Linked DNA regions of Sus scrofa: regions 1 and 2 are each linked to region 3. A link is a contact called in public promoter capture Hi-C data. All regions are on one chromosome and are shown on one strand. Each heading gives the region's core, a stretch centred on a gene start, on an enhancer-like site or on the middle of the called end of the contact. The rest is flanking DNA. Distances are from core to core; before and after follow the strand shown.

Region 1 (2,700 bases), core at 98-2,597, 690 kb after region 3:
TTATACCCTCCCCCCAAAAATAATAATAACCTGGGAGAACAGGTGGATAAGGCTCGTGTGAGTGAGGGCACATGTGTTTAGCTGTGTGTGTCACTGGGAGCCTGTTTTGAGGCTCTGCGTGTGTGTCTGTGAACATGTCTATAGAATTCTGTGTGTGCCCATTGTGAAAACCCACACAGATTCAACCTGTGGATCACAGTCAAAGGGGTAAAACCATAGCCAGGCCTCACAGCCCTTTCCCAAATCCCCACCACTCCTGTGACACCCCCCAGGGGCTCCTGGGCCTATCTGGAGCTGGGCTGGGATTCCCTGAAAGCAGACTTTTCTTTCATTCTCTGTTTCCAGATATTGGCGCAAACACATACACGTAGCACCCCAGTCTTCTTGGGGTGCAAGGCCAGGGAGCCATGGTGGGGGGGGGGTAGTACTTGCCCTCCCCCCCCCTCCCCCGCCCCAGGCAGACATCCCCACCCATTACCCATGGCGTCAGGACAATGTGCAGATCTGACTTTGCTGCCCTGAGTCTAAAGTGGCAACATCACCCCAAGTTTTGCCAAACGACTCCCTCTTCTCCACTCAGCACCCTCGACCCTGCTTGCTCTGTGCTGGCCGACTGGGCTGAGAGGGGACTTTAACTCCCCTCCCCATCCAAACCCCTATGGGTACAGTAGGCATACCTCCCCCTCAGCCCAAGTCTCAAATGCCACACCACCCCCAAGTCCGTCCAAGCTCCAGAGCTAGGATTCCAGCTCTGATCTGTGCTGTGGGACGGGCAGTGTTCAAGTTTACCAGCCATCCAGCCTGACTCCATCCACCTCACACATGGACGGATGGAGCCGGGAGAGAAAACTGCACCAGAGCTGGAGTCTTGCACTCTCCAGCCCACCCCTCCTAGTGGGGACCCTGAAGCACAGACCCCTGGCCAGGAACCGAGAGTTGCCTCAGCCGAAAAGGTAGGAATCTGTCCGCCCCCCACCCCCGACACCCCCCCCAAGGGCTGTGCTTCATCAAAAGGGGTCCGAGCAAGGTGGTCCAGGCCTTGGCAGGCGTTACCATGGTGACAGGGTGCAAGCGGCGGCTGCTTCTCTCCTGGGCACCGGCTCCGTGGGTCCCGCCCGGCGTCGCTCTGTCCTGCGCCGCCCCTGGCCCCGGCCTAGCCCTGGAGCCGACGGAGCGGGCTGGCTCAGGGCGCCAACTCTGGCCTCATCTCCAAGGGGAGCCAGGGAAACGGGGGTTGGGGGGGTGGCGAGGGGGGCGGGCGGAGGGAGACAGAGAAGAGAGGAGCGGAGACTGGGAACGAGGAGAGCCGGGGAGAGCCGCGGGCGGCGCAAGCCAGGCCACCGCCGAGCGCGGCCTCAGGGGCGGGGCGGGCGGGGCGGAGCTGCTCCCCGCGTGGGACCTGGCGGCCGACGGCGGCCCCTCGGAGCCGGCGCCTCGCCCCCGCCCCGCCCGCCCCGCGGCGCGTGATGAGAACCAGGCGCCCCCCTCCCGACCCTGGGCCGCGCCGGCTGCCAAGGGGAACTCGAGCCGGCCCGCTCCTCGCTCCTCCCTCCTCCCCCGCGCTCCGGCCTCCGGCCGTCTCATCTGGAAGCCGTCGCCCCGCGCCTCGCCCATTATACAGACTGGCAGAGTGAGGCTCCCGGCGGCGTGGCCCAGGCGCTGAATGAAGCCCAGACTGAGATCGGAGTCCGAGCTTGGGTCCAGTGTCTTGAGTCTCTTCCTTGTCCACGTGCCAGTCGGGGGATTCTGGCAAATCATGGCCTCTCCTAAGCCTGTTTCCTTGTGTGTAAGCTGGGGATGATGATACGATGATGATAGTACCTGTCCCTTAGATGTGATGGCGAGGAGTAAACATGCCCCAATGCCCTTCCCTTGTGAAGCCCACCACACGCCCCAGCATCTAATGCAAGGCGCAGAGATGATGGTGGCTGTTTGTGAGTTCTTATCTTGGTTCGCTCAAGCAGTGACTGGCTGCGTGAAGGTGGCCAAGCCACTGTTCCCTGCTGGGCCTCAGCTTTGGAGGGAGACTGGGAATCTAGATGGTAACTGAAGTTATTTCTAGGTGGAGAACTCTGGGTCATCCATTCCTTTATCAAACATGGCGCCAAGCCCTGAGCCAGAACAAGACAGAGCCCCTACCCTCAGGTCATGTGCAGTCTAATGGGGAAGACAGACAAGAAGCAAAACAGAATATGTGAGTGTGGGAACTGCTAAGAAGGAAACAGACAAATGTTAACGCTGGCCCAGTAGGGGGATCCACTTAGAGCCGGTGGTCTAGGGAGGGAGAAAGAAGCCTAGATCTGAAAGAGCGGAAGGAATTAGGTGAAGAGTGGAGAATGAGAGAGTCGAGAGAAACAGAGTTCCAGGCACAAGAAACAGCATGTACAAAGGCCCTGAGGTAGTATTAAGTTTAAGGAGATCGGGAGCAAGCAAAGACCTGAAAATGGACGAGTATAGTAGTAAGGGTTTAAGGCCACAGAGGTTAAGCAGCCTTTTAGCAGAAAGAACTTGAGCTAGAAGCCATCCCACATTGCTGTGCAGCATTGAACAAGTCCCTACACATCCCGGACCTCTGTTTGGTTATGTTAATTCCAGACTAATAATCCCCAATAGCTCCACCATGCCTTCCAGCCAGAGGATCGCTCGATGATACGTATTCAGCAATCAAATAAACCTCCCTCCACCTGCAGGAGCCAGTCT
Region 2 (2,700 bases), core at 54-2,553, 590 kb after region 3:
GAGGTCTTCCAGGCCACTGGGACCCGTGTAGGAAGTGGCCACTCTGGTAACGAGGTAGAGGGCTCATCATAAAGGGCATCTCTAGGGTCCCCCAGCCCTACCGAGGCCCAACCTTTGGGGAGGGGATGGGAAACGGCATGGGGCACAAGTGGTCACCTAGGTGACACATCACAGTCGGCCGTGAGCTGGCTTTCGATCACATGGGTTGGGGACCTGGGTCCCAGGGAGGGGCAGAATGGGTCCGAGATCACACAGCAGGCAGGGAGGCAGGCCTATGTTCCTCCTGCTCTTTCCTGCTCCATCATCTGCCCCGTGTGCCCATCCACATTCGCTCTGCCCACCCTCCTTCCTGGGGCTGCGGTGGTACAGAGGTCATCTCCAAATGCACTTGACCCAAGAGTCAGCCAGGATGAGTCAGTCCAGCAGCATTAGTGCAGGTGCATCTCCCATCATTGAAATCCCTCCTCCAGGATGGTAGCCCTATCCGTGTGTGTGTGTGTGTGTGTGTGTGTGTGTGTGTGTGTGTGCCCCACATGGGGACAGGTAGGAAATGAATTGAGCCCCTTCCTCATTCTTCTCAGGCCTCACAGACACACCAAGGGCGGGCATTACTGTCCCTGTTTTACAAGAGGGGAAACTGAGACTCAACAAGTGACCAAGGAAGGACAAGGGTTGCAGAACTTGAGGGCAAGGAGGGACCTGGGAGAACAAGTCTGCACTCAGTCTCTTACCTCAAAGGATGCTGAAAGCTCCTCTCCAGCCCCCCAGGCTTGGCGGGTACATCTCCAGGGGTAAGTATCTGAGGCCAGGCCAGCACCCTCTGCACAGCTTCATGCCTGGCACACAGCAGGGAGCCAGCCCCCACTCACTGACTAAGGATGAGTGACAACAGTCCCTATCAGAGTACCTTGGGGTTTTCAACACGCCTTCGTGTTGCATTGTCTCAGCTGATCCAAGGAAGCAGGGGTTAATGCCTGTGCCCTGGGGATGGGGAAACTAAGGCCCCAGCAGACCTGGGAGCCAGGCACCTCTCACCCAGCCCAGCCCTCCTGCTATGCTCCAAATCCAGGACTTGGGGACTGAGCCCAGCCTGCCCCGGTGGGACCATCGGAGGAGGGATGGTCAGACCTGGGGCCCCTGAGCAGAGGCGGCGGCGCTGGCCCTGATACTCACCCTCGGCCATGGTCAGGTGGTGGACGTGCTCCTCGAACTGGTGGCAGGACCCTCCAAGTGCAGACCACTGGCGGCTGGCAATGCAGAGGCCAGGAGCGCGGGGAACTTATAGCCCGCTTAGGGGCGGGCCAGGGGCGGGGCCGCGCGGGAAGGCGGGACCTGGGGAGGCGGCGGGCCCCGGCTGGGCTCCGGCTGACTCTCCACCAGCCGGCGGGGGCGCACCGGGGGCAGGAGCCCAGGGATTTAGGGAGGGTTGGGCAAGGGCGCCCCCTGCGGAAGCAGGCAGAGCACGGAGCGGAATGGCAGCCACAGGGACACAGAGGCCAGAACACCGGACACACCTGGATACACAGACTCAGACCTTGGGTAACAGAGACACCTGGACACAGAAACACATGAGCAGAAAGAGACTCGCGATTGTACCAGGAGGTACAGATATACTTGGATACAAAGACATAGACCCGTAGTCAGGGCTGACCGGGATCCAGAAGACACACACACACACAATCAGATACAGAGACATATGGAGCAGGCACAGACACACAGTCAGAGACAGAGGGGTTGGACACGTAGAGACACAGATACCCTCCAACAGATACAGCACATAAACCTGGACACACAAACACAATGACATGGACAGAAAATCAGATTAAAATCAGAGACAGCCAGCCAGACACACAGGAGGACGGGTATCCACCCACCAAGAACCACACACAAATAAGCAGAGGTCCAGATGCACCCAACTCACCGTCACACACGACGGCACGCCATCAGAGGCAGACACAAAAGCAGAGTGGGGCACCTACAGACACCCAAAGGTTCACATACTGGGAGATGGACACACACGCAGACATGGATTCATGTACAGACATGCAGACACACCGGCAAAGACAGACACACCACACCCGTGCCTGTGGCACAGCCCCGACAATTTCCCTATCTCACCCATCCCTCTAGCCATCTAATCATTCATTCGTCCATCCACTCACCCCCCATCCATCCACCCACTTACCCCTCCCGCCCTTCACTGATGGTGTCCTTCACAGGCCCAGCCCATTCCAGAAGGGAAGAAAGCCACCGTCTCAGGGACTTGACCTCTGACCTCTCGCTCCTAGCACCCTGGGGGGGTGGGGGTCCATTGCCCAGTCTTCTCCCTCTCATCCCCTGGCATCTTATGCTTCTTACCCACCATGAGTTCTGGGCAGGGAAGGTCCTTGGAGAGGCAGGGGCCTGTGAGGTGCCCCTACCCCCCCAACCCTTTTTCCAGAATAAATTCCATATCTATTGATAGCTTTGGGTTACAAAATCAGCCCCAGTTTCTGTTCCTATGACACAGCACAGGGAATAAACCTGTGTCGTTTTTAGTGGATGTTTGTCCCTGAGTCAAATGGGCCCTGTCTGGGGTCTTAGTGAACAAACTCAGGGCCCCGCTGACCCCTAAAATAGCTCCAGGATGATTAGCGCCCCATTTTACAGGGGATGTTGTTGCAGAAAATGTTCCCTGCAGCTGGCAAGGGCTCCGAGGAA
Region 3 (2,777 bases), core at 229-2,728:
ACCCCTGCTGCCCTCTCTCCCTCCCACAGGGCCCATTCCCCAGCAGGACCCAGATTCCTGAGCATTCCCAGAACAGGAAGTCAGAGAGCCAGGCAACACATGGTCCTTCGTATATCACACAGTGACAGGCTCGAAATGGAATGCATATGCTTCAAAGATAAGAGAACAACAACAACAAAAGACAGCCAAACCCAGACTTCCAGATTCCTCTTTGAAACAACATATTATAGATAAAAAGTTAAACTGGTTTTGGCAGCAATTCTAACAAGACCAAAGTCAGATATGGAATTGACCTGGTCACTGGAAACCGCCCAGGGCACCACAATCTTTCAACAGATTTGCTTGATATTAATTAGTCTTTGATTTAAAACAAACAAATAAATAAACAAGATCTAACATTTGGCCTTAGCACTTAAGCTGGAACTTTTTCTTTTTTTTTTTTTTTTTTGGTCCTGGCTTTGGTGTTGCCGTCCAGAAGGCTGAGGGGATGGTTGTACCATGTCAGGCAGGGCAAACAGAAGCTGTCCCCAACACACCAGTTCCCTGAAAGGGGTAAAACACGAACCAAACCTATAAACAGAAAGACCATTTCTTTCCTAGGACAGACCTCAGTCTGACCCAACATTTAATGTTGAAAAGGGACACGGAGGCCTGGAAGGAAATTAAAGGCGGTCTGGAAGAGGGAAGAAAAAAAAAATCAACTGTCTCCCATCCCCCATTCTTCTTTTCAGGCCATTACTGTGCCAGGCATTCCATTCCTTCAGCTGCCCTTGAGGGCCACTCCCCATACGTACTGGAGGAAAGGGAACAGGTCGGCAGACCTGATAGAAAATTAGAAGGAGTAAGAAGCACCCGCGACCCAAAGCTGAGAGTCAAGCTATCACCCCGGGCACCAAGGCGGTGGCGTGGGAGCGGGAGACCCCTTTCTCTCCTCTCCACGTCCCTTCTGATTAAAAAAAATGCAATTAAAGTGGCAGGGACAGAGTGACAGGACTCTCAGAAGCTGAGCCCCCTGCCATGTGCCCCGGGGTCTAAGAAAAGGTGGCCGCACCCCTAGCCCCGCGCTCCCTAGCTCTGCCTGCTCCCTCCCGAGAGCAAACAGGCGAGCGCTGACCTTGGAGGCCAGAATCTGAACCTAGGAGTCCGGTGACACGCCCTCGGGCCGGGAAGGGACCCCCCAAGGCCCAGGCTGGGGACGAAACAGGGCAATCACGTGACACCGGACAGGGGCGGCCCAAGGTGCACGGAAGGAAAACCCCTGAAAGGGACCGGACGACGCCTAAGGTGACCCCGAAGGGACAACATGGCGGCGCGGCCGCATTGAGGGCCTCTCATCCCGCCCCCAGGAGGCCAATGCCACAGTACCTGCAAGCCCTGCCATGGCGCCGCCGCCACCGCTGTCGCCCTCGCCGCCGCAGCCTGCCTCCACCTCAGCTCGCCACCGACGCCGCAAGAAGCCGGGGAGACGCCCCCTTGGTCTTCTAGACGAGCCGGCCGAGGACCCCTCCCGGGACCGAGCTGCCTACAGCATACGCCTGATCATACGACCTAAATTGGGGTCACTCTCGCCCACTATCCCCCCAATATTTGCCACATATAGCCTTTTGAAGACGTCCTACCAACGTGTGCAGAACTCCAGGGGCTCTGAACTCTTCAAGTCTAAAGTAGTTTTGATCAGGCGTATGCCGGGCAGCCCCGAATCTCGGCTCCTTTGGTCCCCTTATGCATATGCAGCAGATTGTGATCTTTAACACGCTGAGAGAGAAGGGGGCGTACCCTCGTCTCCGTAGGTGAGCGTTTGTTCACTGCGACCCTCGTGGATGACCCGAGTACTCTGGGAAAAACCTTCTCGTGGCTCAAAGTCCGCCTCCTCCCCGGTCCCTTCACCAAGGCCAAAAGGTCAGGAACGGAACTATTCCGGCTCAGAATTTAGGATTTGTCTTGGGTCAGGATCTGACTCTTCCCCACTTCGGGCGAGCCACTTGCCCACTGCGACTCATCTTCCCCAAATCTGATGAAATGCCTGCTTCACAGGGTGGTTGTAGGGATTAAATGAGTCTGTGTATCCATTTATTAGCTAATGAAGCACATTCTTCGAGGTCTTGCTATGCGTAAGTGCAGTGCTAAAAAGGCAAGAGAATAGAATGGAGAGTGACACAGGCGCTGTTCTAACTCAAGGCTCTGCCAGTCCACTGGGGGAGAGTGACGGAAGGGCTTCTACAATCATCGAAAGAGCACTCTCTGTTAATAATTTTAATCAAATCAACATATAATTATGCACGATGGGAAGTGCTGTGGGTGGAAAATGAAGAATGTTATGAAAAGTTAGTGGAATACTAATGTGGGGTGAAGAGTGAGGGTGGTCTCTCCATGGGAAGCTGGTATTTAGGCGGACACCAAGGACAGTTAGGAGCTGCACAGGGCAAGAGTGAGAGGGGAAATGTTCTAGGCAGAAAGAACCCCTTGTCCTAGATGTGGGGGTGGAAAGGAGTGGGTGAGGGTGAGAAATGAGCAAGTAGGGCAGGTTGTGCTACCTAATGAATTTGGATTTTCTCTTGAGGGTAATGAGAAGCCATTTTCATCGGAGGGCTGATAACCAGATTGCGGTTTCTGAAAGGCTACCCTGACTGCATGACTTAGAAAGCACTTTCCAGTGGGTGTAGGGGGACCAGTTAGAAGGCTGGTTTCAGGTTTCCAGGTGCACCTGGCAGGGTGGTGGCTTGGGGAGGTGGAGAAGTAAAGAATGTAAGATGGGCAGGTGGGTGCTGAGGCATTGG

Evidence for each region. Promoter capture Hi-C pulls out the DNA fragments that hold promoters and counts their contacts.
Region 1: a promoter capture Hi-C map of fetal liver shows a contact between it and region 3, with 4 times the contacts expected there. The contact joins the promoter of KIAA1755 here to the promoter of BLCAP in region 3. A contact is called at or near these places in 1 of 5 promoter capture datasets (fetal liver) and 1 of 2 datasets of contacts at active chromatin or transcription factors (skeletal muscle).
Region 2: a promoter capture Hi-C map of fetal liver shows a contact between it and region 3, with 3 times the contacts expected there. The contact joins the promoter of TGM2 here to the promoter of BLCAP in region 3. A contact is called at or near these places in 2 of 5 promoter capture datasets (fetal liver and liver) and 1 of 2 datasets of contacts at active chromatin or transcription factors (alveolar macrophages).

The regions. Positions count from the first base shown.
Region 1 is chr17:41,319,981-41,322,680 of Sscrofa11.1, forward strand. KIAA1755 reads right to left here and starts at 1,348. Exons shown (of 14, transcript XM_021077677.1): 1 at 1,054-1,348. The coding sequence starts at 1,056.
Region 2 is chr17:41,220,383-41,223,082 of Sscrofa11.1, forward strand. TGM2 (protein-glutamine gamma-glutamyltransferase 2) reads right to left here and starts at 1,304. Exons shown (of 13, transcript XM_003359989.5): 1 at 1,174-1,304. The coding sequence starts at 1,183.
Region 3 is chr17:40,632,135-40,634,911 of Sscrofa11.1, forward strand. It overlaps BLCAP (bladder cancer-associated protein), which reads right to left and starts at 1,479. Exons shown (of 3, transcript XR_001302112.2): 1 at 1,366-1,479.